Regions from separate parts of the Mus musculus genome. Here region 1 is linked to region 2. Evidence: chromatin contacts called from public Hi-C data. All regions are on one chromosome and are shown on one strand. The core of a region is the stretch at or near the end of the contact, and the rest is flanking DNA. Distances in the headings are between cores, read along the strand shown.

Region 1 (3,255 bases), core at 605-3,104, 590 kb after region 2:
GCATCTGTAGACACACACACACACACACACACACACACACACACACACACACACCCCAGACACATACAGATTCTTAGTAATAAACCTTTGCTGGAACCTCACTCTAATTCCACCAATGGGCTTGATAGTAAAATAAAACTTAAAAAAAAGAAATCCCTATACTTTTAAAGCATGTTTGTTTAAAAAAAAAAATCCTCATATTCCTCTGACAAATACTTATGGCAGCTACATAAAATCTGATTAAGTCTAGTTCCTATTTTTAATTTGTATTAGAGGCTGAATGTCCCTAATCTAAAAACCTAAGATCGCCAATACTACAAAATCCAAAATGATTCTTTGAATAGGACCTCATGTATCTCAGGCTGGCTGGAATTCAGTATTTGAATTCAGTAGATGAGGATGACCTTGCACTTCTAATATCCCAGTCTCCCTTCAACCCCCCCACACACCTCCCTCTCCCCCTCTCAAGATTTATTTATTATTATACATAAGTACACTGTAGCTGACTTCAGACACACCAGAAGAGGGCATCAGATCTCATTACGAGTGGTTGTGAGTCACCATGCTGGGATTTGAACTCAGGCCTTCAGGAGAGGAGTCAGTGCTCTTACCAATTGAGCCACTTAGCCATCCCCAATCCCCCCATCTCTTTTCGAGAGCTGACATTAAAAGTGTATGGCACCATACTTGGATTATGTAGGGCTGAGATCCAACCTAGGAGTTAATGCATGCTAGACAAGCATTCTACCAACTGAGTTATATTCCCAGTTTCAGAAACCCTGGAAGCCTTTTAAACTTGACTTGTTTTGTATGTGTGGTGTGCAGACACGCATGCATATCCACATGTATGTACCTGTGTGTATGTAGACCAGAGGCTAATTGGAGTCTTCCTTGACTGTTGTCCACTTTGTACACTGAGGCAGGATGCTTGTTCTAGGGATTGTCTGTCTCTCACATCTGTGTAGCAAGTGCTTTACCCAATGAGCCACCCCTATCTCTTGAAATTAAAACTTTTTGATGATTACATTTTCAAATTCCCACATGAGAAATGCTCAAATGCTATGAAAATGTCTAAAAGACTGAAAAAGCAGCATCTGAAAAACTTTTGTCCCAAGCATTTAAGACAAAGGATGTCCGACCGTTATTTCAAGGTCTCGATATATTCTTCTGTACTTACTGGAACTATGGCCAAGTGAATGTCACTATGGTACTATCTCAGTTCATCCTGAGGGAAAGTATTAAAATCCTTTAAGATCTATTTATCTCTCTTCTGTTTGTTTGTTTAAAACAGGTTTTATGCACCCCAAGTTGGCTTCAAACTTAGAAGTGATTTATCTACATCAACTTCCTGATACTAGGATTATAAGAGCATCATCATTATGCCCTGCCAGTAAGCATGTACCCTGTAAAGAAGGCATTCAGCTGTTCTATGGAAAAATTCTTCAAGTTCTAAGTGACTAACTGAAGGCACTCACCTACGGAAACCAGACCCACAACTACAACCTTTGCTGTCTTTATCTTAAAGTACATATGGTAATCAAGTAAGCAAAAATGTTCTCCTTTTGAGATAGATAAGAGTCTTCATTTGTATCCCATGCTTACATCGAATCACAATTCCCCACAATGCTGGGGTCACAGACCCAATCAGCTAAACCACCTATCTCTTTTAACCAAACTAACAGACTTAACTATAAAAAAAAAATCAATAAAATAAAAAAGGGGGAAAGAAGACTGAATAAAGTCAAAGATCACAAATGGGGCCAGCAACATGTGACTCACATACATACACATGGGGTGACCATTGCTAGAATTTTACTAAGAAATCCCAAGTGATTTGGGGAAGTGAAAGAATGCGCACATCTCCCATTTATCAGTGTCTCAGGCTAGAGACCTTTGCATTTCTAACAGACTCCTCACTCCACAACCCTTACCCTACCCAGACACAGGAACAAATAGGCTTATATTCCATAACAAGTAACCTAAATAATATAGTAGTGCCTATGTTGGGCACCCAAAGAGTTAGCTAGATTTTGTTGCTTTAATGCTAAGAATGCTAAAGGAAGCCAGGACATGAAAACAACCAAAACAGATGGGAGGAGGGGGACAAGGTGGGCACATCTCTAATCCCAGTACTCAGGAGGCAGAGGCAGGAGGATCTCTAAAAATTCCTGACAATCATGGTCTACATAGTGAGACCCATTCTCAAAATAAACAAATAATATACCAAAATAAATAAAAAGTTCAGCTTGTAATACCCACAAATTAATATCAATGTCTCTCAGTAGCCACTAGCCAGCTCTGCCATTTTACTTAACTAAAATTTAAAATACAAGGGGACTGCAAAGGTGGCCAGAGAACATTGGCTGCTCTTCCAGAGGACCAAGGTTCAATTCCCAGCACCCATATGGCAGCTCATAACTGTTTACAACTGCAGTTCTAGGGAATCCAACACATAGATAATACATGCAGGCAAAACACCAATGCAAATAAAAAATAAATCATTTAAAAAAAATCACGCCGGGTGTGGTGGCGCACGCCTTTAGTCCCAGCACTCGGGAGGCAGAGGCAGGCGGATTTCTGAGTTCGAGGCCAGCCTGGTCTACAAAGTGAGTTCCAGGACAGCCAGGGCTACACAGAGAAACCCTGTCTCGAAAAAACAAAAAAACAAAAACAAACAAACAAAAAAATCACCTGTGGCTATAGGTTGGAAAGCACAGACAGAAAGCTCATGCATTCTGTGGCTAATGCTGCGTGATCTAGAACCTTAGTTGGATAATCTGTACATTACCTGGAGGATTAAGCTGGGCTGGATGTTCAACAAGATTTGTGATTCCAAAATAATCTTCTCTCTTGGGATTTTCCTCTGTACTAAAATTGGAGGAAGAAGAGAAAACAAGATATGTGGGTAGAGATGATATAAAAAATAGCCTAGACAACAAACAACCAAACAGAATAGTTTAGAAACATAATGAAAAAATATCCATTTTCTATCTGTTCTACTATATTATGTACTACCTATATCATTTACTTAGGTTACACATAACTTTCCAAACAAGAAGTCTCATGAAACTTGCACATGTTGGGGCTGGTGAGATGACATGGTAGTTAAGAGCACTGGCTGTTCTTCCAGAGGATTCAGGTTCAATTTCCAGCAATCACATGGCAGCTCACAGCTGTCTCTAACTCCAGTTCTAGGAGACCCACCATCCTCATTCAGACATACATACAAACCACCAATGTTGCACATCTTTATAC
Region 2 (3,015 bases), core at 267-2,766:
ACCTAGGGTAAGTGGAAAGGGAGAAAGTTGGGTACAAAGAGACAGAATACACAGCGACACCCTCGCCTTAACAACAGTGCCAGAAGTCAACTCAAACCCCAGGTCTAGTTTCCACCTTCCTTTCCCTACCTGCCTGTGAGCCTCTCTGAGGGTCTTCAGGGTCTCCAGGTGAGCCAGGTTCCTCAGGAAGCAATCTAGAGGGGAGGGAATGAACAGGGCTTTAAACACAGACCCCAGCCAGCTGCCTTGTCATCCTTCCCTCTCCACCATGCTTCTTTCTTTTCTTGCCCTAATTTCCCATAAATTTGTTTGGTTTTAGGTCTGTGGGTGCATTTTGTCTACATGTTGATCTGTGCACCACACATGTGCCTGGTGCTCTTGGAGCTCAGAAGAAGGTGTCAGATCCCCTGGGACTGGAGCAAAGGATGACAGAGAGGCACCACGTGGTCTCCGAGACTCAAACCTGGGGGCGAGCAGCTCTCAGCCTCACCTAGGAAACTCTTCATCTTGCCACTCCTCTCTTAGCTCCAGCTCTCCAAGTTTCATGGTTGCTCCTGGTTCTGAGGCTCCTGCCTTCTCCTTAGCCCTGAGAGTCAGTGGCCCAGAAGAAAAGACCATGAATCAACCTAGACAGTATCCTAAGGGAGCCAGACATCAGGTGGAAGCCACTGGTGTGAAGAACATGGCAAGGAGGCCCCGTCTATGTGTACAGGCGTTTTCCCTTCCCACTTGACAGAGCAGCTCATCTGCTGCTCAGCTTAGCAGAGGGGATGGCCTAGCAAGCTAATCCACTTGATGGTAGTGGCTTCACCTACAGTGTAGGAGTGAAAGGCGTCCCATATCCCGACTGGCTGGAACCCAGACAGACCTGCCCAGTTAACCCTGGGAAAAGCAGTAGCAGATGGCACCTCGTCAGCCCAGCCTTTCCCCTGCTGTGCTTGGAAACTATGGGACAGGTACAAGGATGGAGGGAAAAAAGGAGATACTCACTGGGAAGCAGAACCAGGGTGTACATTTGGTTCTGGGCCAGGTTTCCTAATGGCTATTGTAGAGGATGGGAGTTATAGGAGAGAGGGGGAGGGGGAGGGAGAATGGATCTATTACACATAAGATAGAAACTTTTCTTTAAACTGTGGAGTTGGTTCCATACTGTATTCGTTTCCTGTCCCAAAACCACTCGGTCCCTTCTCTGCTAACTTCTCCCCATGTTCTTCTTTGAGGAAGCCAGGAAGGCCTGGCTGGCAGGGAACGCCCTCTCTGGCTCCAGTCAGGCCAAGGTCTCACTTACCCTCCTTCTAACGTCTCTCTTCCTGTTTCTTGCCTGGTCCCCATCTTCCCAGGTCGTCCTGTGTCCTGTGGGACTTGAGGAGGATAGGAGGCTGTGGCCCCAGCCCCCAAACTCTTTACTTTCCTGTGTCAGCTGCTGCTTTTGCTCTAAGGAGGCAGGAGGTGTGGAAGGGAGGTAACCTCATCTTCAAACAGGTTTTGCCACCTCCCCTCCCAAGGAGCAGGTTTGCCCCAAAGCCCAGCCTCTTGTGTGGGGGCGGGCTTTCAGGTGAAGAGTGAGTGAGAGCTCTGGTCTCCATTCCAGATTCTTTATAACCTGGGAGCCCTTTGTTTTGCCCGCTAAGGAGTGAGGGGAGGTGTGTGTGTGTGTGTGTGTGTGTGTATGTGTGCATTCCTGTAGAAGCCTGAAGCTGGCATTGGATATCTTCCTCCATCTGCTGAGGCAGGGTCTCTCAATTGAACCCAGAGCTCACTGATTCTACTAGCTTTAGCTCCCCAGACTAATTCTAGGGATTCCCCTGACCAGAGAGTGCTGGGCTTGCCCAGCCTTTGTGTGTCCTGGAAATTCAAAGTTGGGTCCTCTTGTTTGGATGAGTGTCTTATGCACCTAGCCAGCTCCTCAACCTTCTATTTTTCTAAGTGCCTTAAGCTTTAGAACAGTCTGATGTGGAATGGATGGTCACATGACCTTTCTGCCTCAGGTCCTACAGGGAGCTAGGTTTTACTTATTTTTAGACTACTATTTATTGTGTGTGTATGAGTACGTATGTGCACCCACGCATGTGCAAGGACGTCAGGGAGGGTGTTCTTCCCTCTATCACTTTGCTGGATCCTGGATCTTGCACTGCTTAGACTGGAAGCCCACCAGCCATCTTCCTGTCAGCTCTGCTTGGAGGCGGAGTATAGGCTTCTGTAAAGTGGCATCCTGTTACACGAGTGCTGGGATCTGAACTCGTTTTCAAGACTGAGGAGAACACAGTTTTAGCTGCTGACCCACCACCTCTCTAGAACTTGGAGCTTAAAACAATTAAAAAAAAATTTAATGTGCATAGGTGTATTGCCTACATATCTGTCTGTGCACCAGGTGTGTGACTGGTGCCCTTGGAGGATAGAAAGTTTCAGATTTCCTGGGCTGGAGTTACTAGGAGCTGTGAGCCCTGTGGGTGTTGGGAAATAACAGTGGGACCTCTGGAAGAGCAGCCAGTGCTCTTAACCACTGAGCCATCTCCCCAGCTCTTAACATTTTTATAAATTATGTTTTATTTTTGAGTGTGTGGGTATGTGGCACCTTGTGAGAATTGGTACTGTCCTTTTACCATGTAGGTGCAAAGAATCAACTTCAGATGGTCATCTTAGCCCTGCCTGCCTCTGCCCATACTATCTCATGGACCTAGCTCCTACCTTTTAAAAGTAGGTCCTGGTGAGGGCCTGTAATCTCAGCTTCTCAGGAGGCTGAGGTAGGAATGCAAGTTCAAAGCCAGCCTGGGCAACTTAGTGAGACCCTGTCTTTAAATAGAAAGTTAAATATATCTGGGGGTGCTGGGCATGGTGGCGCACGCCTTTAATCCCAGCACTTGGGAAGCAGAGGCAGGTGGATTTCTGAATTTGAGGCCAGCCTGGTCTACAGAGTGAGTTCTAGGACAACCAGGGCTATACAGAGAAATGCTGTCTCAAAAAAAACAAAACAAAACAAAACAAACAAACAAACAAAAAAAAAACCCAAACAAA

Evidence for each region. A called contact is a pair of places that touch in the nucleus more often than the background predicts.
Region 1: a contact with region 2 is called in a Hi-C map of bone marrow-derived macrophages, with 14 read pairs. The contact joins the enhancer-like site here to the promoter of Bnipl in region 2. A contact is called at or near these places in 4 of 39 promoter capture datasets (the C10 cell line, hippocampal neurons, liver and 1 more), 1 of 484 Hi-C or Micro-C datasets (bone marrow-derived macrophages) and 4 of 9 other capture datasets (adipose tissue, liver, macrophages and 1 more).

The regions. Positions count from the first base shown.
Region 1 is chr3:95,837,882-95,841,136 of GRCm38.p6, forward strand. It overlaps Prpf3 (pre-mRNA processing factor 3), which reads right to left. Exons shown (of 16, transcript NM_001316751.2): 9 at 2,789-2,868. Among named protein-coding and RNA genes, the nearest start is that of Prpf3, 16 kb to the right of the region's middle. Within about 2 kb of position 1,855, at least 5 of the 459 cell types and tissues checked have an H3K27ac peak or open chromatin away from gene starts, as enhancers often do. A contact at or near this core is called in bone marrow-derived macrophages, where this site is marked.
Region 2 is chr3:95,249,677-95,252,691 of GRCm38.p6, forward strand. Bnipl (BCL2/adenovirus E1B 19kD interacting protein like) reads right to left here and starts at 1,517. Exons shown (of 10, transcript NM_134253.2): 1 at 1,289-1,517; 2 at 491-586; 3 at 130-194. The coding sequence starts at 1,332.